2 separate regions of the Mus musculus genome follow, and region 1 is linked to region 2. The links are chromatin contacts, called in public HiChIP or PLAC-seq maps. All regions are on one chromosome and are shown on one strand. Each heading gives the region's core, a stretch centred on a gene start, on an enhancer-like site or on the middle of the called end of the contact. The rest is flanking DNA. Distances are from core to core; before and after follow the strand shown. Region 1 overlaps Tbc1d1 (TBC1 domain family, member 1). Region 2 overlaps Rell1 (RELT-like 1).

Evidence for each region. HiChIP or PLAC-seq counts read pairs in DNA pulled down with a chosen protein or histone mark.
Region 1: an H3K4me3 HiChIP or PLAC-seq map of bone marrow-derived macrophages shows a contact between it and region 2, with 4 times the contacts expected there. The contact joins two enhancer-like sites. A contact is called at or near these places in 1 of 39 promoter capture datasets (cranial neural crest), 1 of 484 Hi-C or Micro-C datasets (embryonic stem cells), 6 of 115 datasets of contacts at active chromatin or transcription factors (bone marrow-derived macrophages, embryonic stem cells, forebrain and 2 more) and 1 of 9 other capture datasets (adipose tissue).

Annotation. Positions count from the first base shown.
Region 1 is chr5:64,233,859-64,239,085 of GRCm38.p6, forward strand. The region is part of intron 2 of Tbc1d1 (TBC1 domain family, member 1); the gene reads left to right. Among named protein-coding and RNA genes, the nearest start is that of Gm46913, 11 kb to the right of the region's middle. Within about 2 kb of position 3,568, at least 26 of the 459 cell types and tissues checked have an H3K27ac peak or open chromatin away from gene starts, as enhancers often do. A contact at or near this core is called in bone marrow-derived macrophages, embryonic stem cells and pancreatic cancer cells, where this site is marked.
Region 2 is chr5:63,935,443-63,940,399 of GRCm38.p6, forward strand. It overlaps Rell1 (RELT-like 1), which reads right to left. Exons shown (of 7, transcript NM_145923.4): 2 at 2,364-2,591; 3 at 581-652. Among named protein-coding and RNA genes, the nearest start is that of Rell1, 31 kb to the right of the region's middle. Within about 2 kb of position 1,464, at least 76 of the 459 cell types and tissues checked have an H3K27ac peak or open chromatin away from gene starts, as enhancers often do. A contact at or near this core is called in bone marrow-derived macrophages, embryonic stem cells and pancreatic cancer cells, where this site is marked.

The DNA of each region.
Region 1 (5,227 bases), core at 2,318-4,817, 300 kb after region 2:
CTTGACTGGCCTCAAAGTTGTGATCTCCCTGCCTCTGCCTTCTGAAGTATTTGCGTTTGGGGGTGGGGGGCGAGGAGGTTGCACACGTGTGTGTGTGTGTGTGTGTGTGTGTGTGTGTGTGTGACAGGGCAGTTTTCCTATAAACACATGGAGATCCTCCTGCCTCTTCCTCCTATGTGTTGGGATTAAAGACATACACCACCATGTGTAGCTCACACTTAGTTTTATAAGGCAAATATTTTAAAATGCTTTAGGAAAGGAATAATTTTTTAAATAAGTAATTGAATGCAAATTAATAAAACCAAGCTTTTTACATTTTGTCTTCGTCGATAGGCTCCTAACATGGACTTAAGAGTGCATCTGCTGTATGCTAGGCTGTTGTAAGGAGCTGGGGGGTTCGATCGCAGAGAGGTAGGCCAGTTCCCTGTTTTTGTGGTCTTTCTAATCCAGAGAGACAGAGAAGCAAATGATAACCAAAGTAGTTTTAGTTGGTGGTCAGTGCTAGGAAGAGAAGTAGAGAAAGAAATTTGAGGACTGGGTGGGGTGGGGCCCAGCAGCAGGGAGCTGGTGCAGAGAGGTCACTCCAGGCCAGGTGGGTGAATGAGCGGTCTAAAGACTAGGCTGGGTGTGGACTTGCTGTTAATTACAGTAAGGAGCCATAGATGGTGGAAAGCAGCGGTGCTGTCCACTGCTGCTTGCTGTGGATGGGGTTTCTTAGGCTGTGCTCCAGGCTGCAGTGTCTCTGTTAGGAGGTGATGGTGTTAGCCTAGACTTGGGTAGTGAGGAAGGAAGGTCACATCGCTGTTTTTCAGCGTTTGAAATGATCTGTCTTGCCGGCTGTGCTCAGTCTGCTTTCCTGGAGCGATTTGTTGTTCAAGAGTACAAGTGTGTCTTGTTCTTTGATCAGCTGCTCCTAACCACAGCCTTCAGGCAAGTCCTGTCCTGGCTCCCAGCTTGTATTTATTCACTGCGGAGGTGCTCTGTGGGCTGGAGTAGCCCATGTTGGGTGCCAGTGGTCAACTGGACTTGCTCTTCAGGTTTCTAGAGCATAGCACGGCCACTTTAGAGTCCCTTTCCTGGGAGGGGTCCACCTGCCTGCTGCCAGTGTTTATATAGGCAACCTTGCAGTCTTGCTTGAAGTCAGTCCTGTGTTGGTTTGTCCATGAGATGTAGCCTTAAAGCACAGGCGCTTTCTTTATATTTATTAATGCTATATTTAATTAGTGGCTGCTTAAGTTTAATAAAGAGCGAAGAACTCCTTAATAATAGTCAAGCCATCCCTTGAACTTGGGAAATGTGCTGCCTCTGCTAAGCACAGCTAGAGTAAGCCACACTTCAGTACAGCTGTGGGGGAGACTGTCTCTGCCTGTAGTGATGCAGATTGTCTTGGGCTAATAACTCAAGCATAGGCTGTTCTTATGAAGACAGAATGAAGGAATGCCGGAGTGGAAGACAGTCTCCAGGAGAACATAGCCCAGAGCAGGCCTCATCATGACAACAAGGTTAATCATAGTCTGTTCCTTGTAGGAGTTCACTAACTCATCTTAGACTGAATGTCTGTACCCTAGTAGTCCCCTTCTGTCAAAACCCTTCTATCCTCTGCCCTTTTCCCGGGGCATCTCTGATTAATCATTCATTGGGTGAGTAGAGAATAATGGGAAGGGTGGGGCGGGGCTGGGTTTGTCAGACAGACTTGCCTGGGGGGAAAGCCTTGAGTATGTATGGTGTGGGGACTGCAGTCTCTTGTAGGTGGGGGACACTGGGCATCAGCTCAGGTGAGGCTGGACAGGTGACATGTGAAATGTGGCCTCCTTCAGAAAAGCTTTTATCCCAGGACAGTGGGGATCCTGTAGAGACCATAGCTTATCTTCCCTCAGATTGTAAGCTGTTGGTCCACTGTGTGAGGTGCCTTGTGTTGTAGATATTAAAGTATTGTAGTTCTTCTACTAGTCTGAAATCACTGTGAAAACCAGCCTGGGGGGCTTTGCCCCAGTGTGTATGAATCACATGGGTATCCCAGGTAATGTGGCTGTAGTTTTCTTGGTCTCAATGGGAATACTTCTAATGAGTGCCTGGGTGATGTGGCTGGTCTGGGGACTGCACTGTGAGTAAGAAGGCTCTCATATTTTTTTTTTAAAACATATGCCATACCGGGCAGTGGTGGCGCATGCCTTTAATCCCAGCACTTAGAAGGCAGAGGTAGGCGGATTTTCTGGGTTCAAGGCCAGCCTAGCCTGGTCTACAAAGTGAGTTCCAGGACAGCCAGGGCTACACAGAGAAACCCTGTCTCGAAAACAAACAAACAAAAACATATGCCATGGTTTCACTTGGGTTTTTTTCTTTCTATATTTTGTTTTTTATTATTTTTTGTTTGTTTCATCTGCAAGAGAAACCTAAAAAAAGAAAATCAGTGACCTTGAAATTGGCTGTCTAGGGAACCAAAGTGGAAGAGGTACTTTTGTACCTCATACTCCAACACATTGTTTAAAAATTTGAATTTTTTATGTAGTAACCATTCAGTTTATCAAGTTCAAAGTCTTTGGTGTAAACACTTCTTTGTACTTACATCTTTGCTCAACATAACATTAGAATATTATCACAGTCTAGGAATTGGAGTAGTGTTTGATGAAAATGATACTTTGCCTCCTCTCCTTTCTTACAAAAATACATTTCAAGTGCTATTAGAACCAGTAGACAGCAGAGCAGTTGCAAAGTGCCGGGGCAAAGGACCAAGAGGGACTTTTCGGGTTGTGCCAAACAAGGTGGGACCCTCAGAATTGGTCAGGGTGACATGGTGAGGAAGAAGTCCTAGATCTTTTGAGACACAGCGTGATGCCAGTGTGCTCTCCACAGCTGGAGCCAGCCGGCTGTCTCCCTTCCAGTCCTTAGTTAGCATGTCTTGCCTCTGCTCCCGGGGCGTCCAGGCTAGTCTGTTTGCACCCTCTTTTCACTTCAACTGGCATGTTCTCTTGGCTTCCACTTGTATCACATGGTGCAAGTGTTTCTCCAAGGAAGATGACAGCTAAGGCTGTGAGCTGGATTTTGATAATCTTAACAGGAATGTTGTATTCGACAATGTTTTGGTAGACTTATCTGAAAAAAACAAAAAACAAAAAACAAAACAAACAGTAAGCTGGGAAGATCATTTCCTAGTGTTCTTGCTCTTTTCCTGCAGATTATTTCATATCTGTCGCGTGTTATAACAAGAAGAGATGTGTGAGCTCTGTTGGCTTATTTTGACCCGAACTGTTCTGGTTAAATTTGCAGAGCCTGTTTTCTCATTCTGAAACAAACAAACAAACAAACAAACACCAAACCCTTCATATCTGTTTGTTTTTTTGTTTCCTTTTGTTTGTTAAAATCTATTTTTGACTAACATCAGAGTATGAATAGGAAACTGAAGACCATTTGTAAACATAGTCTGTTAGAACCTGGTTGGATAGGTAGTTGGGTTGAGTGGATGATGGTTGCACAGTGTGAAGGGCTGAGGGAACAGAGATGAGAGACGACAACACTTGCATCCTTTGAGCATTGTGTAGTTTAGGTGGGGGAGGTGGCCTGTAAGGGAAGGTTAATTGCAAATTAACTAGGCTGTGTTTGCAGGGCTCAGCCAGGGTTCTGGGGAGAATGGAAGGTGAGGTCTGTGTGAAATCTGTAGGAAAGGGCAAACAGGTCACACACAGTGTGGGAGGCTAAGGGAGAAAGAACATGGTTAGGAAGCACTAGTGGGGAAGAAATAGTACCCTAATTGATTGTCCAACACCAAGTAGTTAGCCACTCTCAGCATCCTGTAGTTAACTAGTTACATAGTTACCAGTTTGTCTAGGAGTGGAGCCCCCAGGAGATTTCTACTTTAACATGTCTGTCAGTGTCTTTGTTCAGGTCTTGTTTAGGCATCTATATGGTAGAGGTATCATGAGTGAATCTTCACTCTCGTTCTAGGAGAGACAGCCTGACAGATTTCCTGGTCCTTGGGCTCTGATAATCTTACCACCCCTCCCCCACATTCTTGTGTTTCACAGCTGTCACAGTCGCTTCCCACTTTTAGTACCTTGCATAATTCCTTCTAACACCAGTTTTTTTTTTTTTTTTTTTTTTTTTTAATCTTGAGGAAGGCCTATTATTTTAACCAAATTATTGATACTTGGGTAGATTCAGAAATGAAGGCGCTTTTTTTCATCCCAGCACATCCTATTTATGGTTGTGGCTCAGGTGTGGAAATTCTGGTGGAACTTAGTTCTGTTGTTCAAAGTGGAGTGGAGCTTTGAATGTGATTCCGTTTGTTCTCTTCTGCATAAAGAAGCTGGCGATGAACCAGAGCAATGAAGTCAATTTTGGTCACTAAGTTCTCATAGCTAGTTTATGGCTAAACTTAACCCCGAATTTCTTGTCTCTGGGTTTTGTATATATTAAATATTGCCTTGCTGACTTGTGAGTCAAAGCTATACATATCTTTGAAACAATGTATTGTATTTCTCATATCTTTATTTAACCACATGAGAGCATACTTGTGAATTTCAGATCATGGTGGGCATGGGAAACGTCAGGGGTGGGTAGGAATTATGAGCAGTGGTTGGGGTGAGTGGAGAGCCTTTACTTATGAAGGGTGTCATTAACACAAGGCCCGTGGCCTGGGAGAGCAGCTGTGTGAACGGTGTGCAGGTAGAGAGTATGGCCTGAACCTTTGCAGAGTGAGACCATTGAGGTCCAGTGTGGCAGAGTATCCCTGGCGCTGGGCTGTGGTGACTCACTGGTCCATTTATTTAGTTCTCTTGTTCCCAGGAAGACTCATAGGAAATGAGCTATATGTATAATGGATTTCCTTTCCTTCAATAAGGGTGATGGATTTTGTTTGGAAAAGCATTACCTATATTGGGCATTTAAGAGAAGGGGAAACTTGAATTAACATTAAAACATGGAGAGGAAGAGGTAATTACATATCTGGACACTTTATGTGTGCCAGCCATGATGGGAGTAGCCAAGTTCTGTAACATACCTGATTCTTGGAGTAATTATGATCCTAGTGTGGTTGTTGGCTCTTCCTATGTGTTTTTGCTGGTGTGTGCATAGGGAATATAAAGAAACCAACATTTAGAGAAGCTAGGTAATTTACCAGAGCCATCTTAACATTTAAAAAATTATTTATTCTACTTTATGTGATGTGTTTTGCCTGAATGTATGTCTATGCACTGTGCATGCAGTGCCAGTGGAGGCCAGAAGAGGGGGT
Region 2 (4,957 bases), core at 214-2,713:
AAGTGTGTGTGTGTGTGTGTGTGTGATGCGTGAGAGAATATTCATATGCGTGCACACAGAGGGCAGAGGTCCATGTGGGCATCTTCCTCAATCACTCTCCTCCTATTTGGAGACAGGCTCTCTCACTGAACCTGCAGTTCACCCATTGGCTGGTGTTACAGGCACGTGGGCCCTGGCCGTCACTCCCCAGTTCTTACCAGGATGCCTCAATTTCTTCCCAGTTCAAACTCATGTCCTTAAATGTGAAACACAAGAACCAGCTAAGATGTGAGTCCTTATGACTCCCAGCACATCGCTTGTGCTACCCTACACAGTTGTGTAATGTAACTCTCACTCCATAGGAGGAAGCTGAGGCTTTATAAAGTCACGTGATACACAGCCTAGAAGCTATCGACCTTCCTGGCCCTTTGCTGTGCTGAAGCCACCAAACACCACCAAGGCAACCTCTCCTGTTGTGACAGTGCTAAAAGCTGAGGAGTTACAGAGTTCAGGTAAAAGCCCTGCGAAGCCATTCAAATTCTGACTCTAAGGAGATTTTTAAATAACACTGAGATGCCCCAAAGCACGAAGATATCCTTACCTTCATTTTTCATAATGTACTGGACAATCTGGCCGACCGTGTCACTGTTCTCATTTATACTGTCATTCAACTCTAAGAGAGAAAGAGGACAGAGCGGCGTTACGATCCATCACCTGCAACAAGTCAACTAGACATTTATCTGAGAGCCTAAGGCCTCGCCGAATACCTTCCAGAAAGTTTAAGCACCCTCACACAGTGCAAAGAGTCTAGCTTTAATCCTTCAGCCCCACCTTCCCGATGCCACACGTTTTTGAATTCCTGGGCTGAACACGCATTTATAAATTAAACAGAAAAGGCGCAGGACTGTCCAGCATCCCCTTGCTTTGCATGACACTACAGGAGTGCATGTATCTCTGCCCCCACGTTCTCCTATCTTTCCTTATTACCTTCAACCCTCTGGAGAAACAAGAAGAAGGATCACGAAAAGGTTTTATCGAATCTCAGACATGCTGTATACAACTGGCCTACTGATTAATGGTTTCAACTGAACAAGTAAGTACTAAGTATTCATCCATGTTTATAAAACTCTCTTTTCCTTTGAAACAAGGTAGCTAAATTTGGGCACTGGTTATTTGTTTACAGACTCAGTTTACTTTGGGGACCCAGCACGTGACAGCCAAGTCAGGCGGAGAAAGAGGGGCAAGCCTCCATTTGGAAACCGATCTGTATAATTTATTTAGCAGGACCAGCTGAGACTGGATTGAGACATTGTACAGACTGGGACAACAGCACACCCATGTACCTGCAGGAGTGTCCTCTGCACCCCAAGGGAGGCTTCTCCCCTATGACCTATAGATGTTTGGACAGTCACAGTGGGGGCTGATGCCTGAGCCAGCCTGAGCCAGCCTGCTTCGTGGGTTAGAAGGAACAGCGGGGGAGGCCCTGCTCTGTTGACAAACACTCAAGGCCGGTTTGCTCATTCGCTGAGCGTGACTCATCCTGTTCACCCATGTTCCCCAGCCTCAAAGGTCAGTGGGGGTGGAAAAACCAACAGTCCAGCAAGCTGGCAAGCCACCACTGAGAAACCTTCCCTGCCGGTAGGCTCCATGGGTGACCTACTCCAAATGTCACCTCCCTGCAAAGATGGCACAGAGGGGCTGAGCTGGATGAAGAGTGAGCTGCCAGTCCTGGGACCCATCAGGAAACCTCCCTCAGGCAGGACTGGATAGGAATATCAGTGAGGAAGACATGCTGTGGATGGAGGTGACCCCACCACAAGCTATCAACATATGTGCAGAGGGAAAGATGAGCGCCCTGACACTCACATGGAAGCACCAGTTCTTGCTGCAGCTCTACCGAACTATGACAAACATCTATTCATTAATAATATACAGTTCAGTCACATGGACTTCAATGAGAACTCCTCCAGTGATACTTAACACAGCAAACCCGATGAGACCCGTTTCACGTCCCTACCGTTCTTATTAGAATCTTGATTCAATAAGTAACAGCAAGGATTAGGCTTATGAGTAAGTGCCAATCACCAAAACACCTTGTCTCAAAATTTCACATTAACCCTTCAAAGTGGAGAGAAGGTACCCTCATTAAATTCACTGTCAATACAATTAGAAATAAATATATACCATACAAATAACAGTCCCGGGCTACCAGGCTCTGAAGTAAACCCTCAGCAAGCATTCAATAAATGCAGGCAAGGTTTCAAACTCTGATTACTGCAGAAAATAGTTTTCCTCATAAAGAAATGGATTATATATGAAGTTTTGTTTTTTCCACTTAGAACCCACTCCTCAAGCCATTTCCTTTTAAAGCAGAGGTTACTTACCTATCTTTTCCACCTTTTCCTCTTCGACTTCCTGTTCCGCCTCTGTTGTACACCGGTAGCCTTTCTTCTTAAGTAAGTGACAGATGAGGACACCAAGGAGACCCATGACGAAGAACACAGGGACGAGCACGTACGCGATGTATTCCGGGTGTCCATTCCCAGGGTTGTTGGTGGGTGACGATGGAGTGGTCTCTGCTCGGGAGTGTAACGTGTGGCTACCAGTGTTGTCTACAGAGAGGGACACACACGGCTCTGTTAGGTGATGGCGACAAAGCTCTGGGAATATTTCCATTACATCAAAGTTTTGTGCTTCAAAGGCTACGAGCTGTACACAGGTCTGGGGATCCCGATAGAGGGGGATAAAGGGTGCGAGCATAGGCTCGAGCTGACACAGTCTAAGTCACCTCCTGAACTATGAGATCTCTTAAGAGAGGATTAGGAGGCACAGGGTTTTAGACTGCACAGAATACACATGCAAGAGTTAAGGGGGGCATTACAGCACACTACATAGTAGCTGTGTGTGAGGACCCGGGAGACATGAGGTAGAAGTCCAACTCCACCTTTTAGCATCATTCTGACAAGTCACAATATCTGCACATCTTTCTATGAAGATGAAACCAGTTGCTGCGGGCCAAACACACATGAGTGTATTTTTGCAGTCACAAATGATCGTTCTCTTGCCTGTCCAATGCCAGAGACGCAAGTGCACCACACCAAGGCAGACAGACAAACATCTTGTCCTTGTGTGGCTTATGTTCCAGAAAGATTTAGTGAACTAAGATGATGACAGCACAAAGAGAGGAAAGACCAGGGATGGCCTCAGATTTCTGGTCCAAGGTCCAAATGAAAAACTGGAAGGCTGTGTGTATTTGTTCATTCATTGATCTAAATACCAGATACTGTGTGCCTGCTGTGTGGTGAGCCACTGCTGGGAGCTGAGAGGAGAAGAGGGAACACTAGCATCAGGCACCCAGAGCAGGTCACATGCAAGAAATTCACGTGCACCGAGAGACAAGAGCACTGGGGACCAGTCCACAAGAAAAGGGAAGCTGTGGCGAGGGTGTGGTTTAGAACAAAGAAGTTTGCTTTTAGATCTCTATCACATGAACTTATCCCAGAGGCGGCCTGAAAAGGCAGACAGTATAATAGTCATATGGCCTCAGAAAAGTAAGTCAGAGAAAGCCTGAGCACACCACCACAACAAGTGGACAGGAAAGGGAGAATACAGACTGCAGAGAAAACCTGTGGGGTAGGATAGATGGGGAAAACAATGAGACCGTGGAGAAGAAAGGAGCCCCTCACTCCAAAGGCTGACTGAAACCCCTCCTGAGATGAGAAGCAAGAACTGCAGCACAACTAACAATGCTGTGTAGGCTGCAGGCATACAAATTGGATGCGTGGACAGATAAATGGATGGATGGATGAGAGGGTGGATAGGTGAGTGGATGGTTGTATGAGTGGATGGATGGATAAGTGGATGGATGAATGGGTGGGTGGGTGGATGTTTGGATGATGGATAGATGGATGAGTGCATGGATAGATGTGTGGATGGTTGATGTGTGTGGAGGGGTGGATAGAAGGATGGGTAAGTGGATAGATGGATGAGCAGATAGCTAAATGTGTGGATGGATGGATGGATGGGTGAGTGGATGGTTAGATAAGTGGGTGGACAGACGATAGATAGGCAGAGGAATGAATAGATGATGGATAATTTTATTTTATTTTGGAATTACAATAACCAGAATTGAGGCCTAAAGGTATATGAGCCTAGTTCCATTCCCCTCCTATTTTCTGGGGATCTTAAGCAAGGCTTTGTACAACAAGCCCTCCTACTTTCTAGTATCTGATGATATACAGTTTTACCTCAGTAATTATAATCTTGTAAACGCCCCTTCTCTGGCTGAAGAACCTCTTGTGCAAGTGAATAGTTTCAAAACCACGCAAATGGTATATGTATCTATTGAAAAGACAAATGGAGACTGTGAGAAGCCCACACCTGTACTCTCCTGTATGTTTCTTTCTCCCTTAGCATCTCTCTAGTTTTAAAATCTGCTGAAACATTTCTCTAATAAACTCCGGCTCTGCTTCACCCCGACTTGTCTTGAAACCTTTTTCTGCATTAAAGCCAAGATCGATTTTTACCTGAGTTGGGGTGCCTAAAAGATAAAGGGAATTCAGTATGCTGCCAGTTACAGAATGGAGCCTCCGCCCCTGCTCTCTCTGACTAGATAATGCCACAGAAAAATTAGGAGCAAATGAAAGGAGAAGGTCAGGTGGTTGAAAAGTAGAGGAAAATACAGCATTTGGGTTTGATGTCTTGGCTCTGATTTCTCTGATAAAAAGGAAGCTGCTTATGTAGAGAGTCACCTACCCTGCAAGTCACCTACCCTGCAAAAGAAAACCCAAAATCAGAAAGCCAGCGACAGCGATGCTTAGCTCTATGCTTTCTCAACAACGTTGCTAAGAAAGGATGACTGGGGTGTGACTGTACCACACCTAGTATGGAACGATCACAGGCCATAGCAGCAGCCAACAGTATCCAAGTAAGCATAACTGGAGCCCATGAGACAAAGGGCTGCTTCTCTTCTTACATG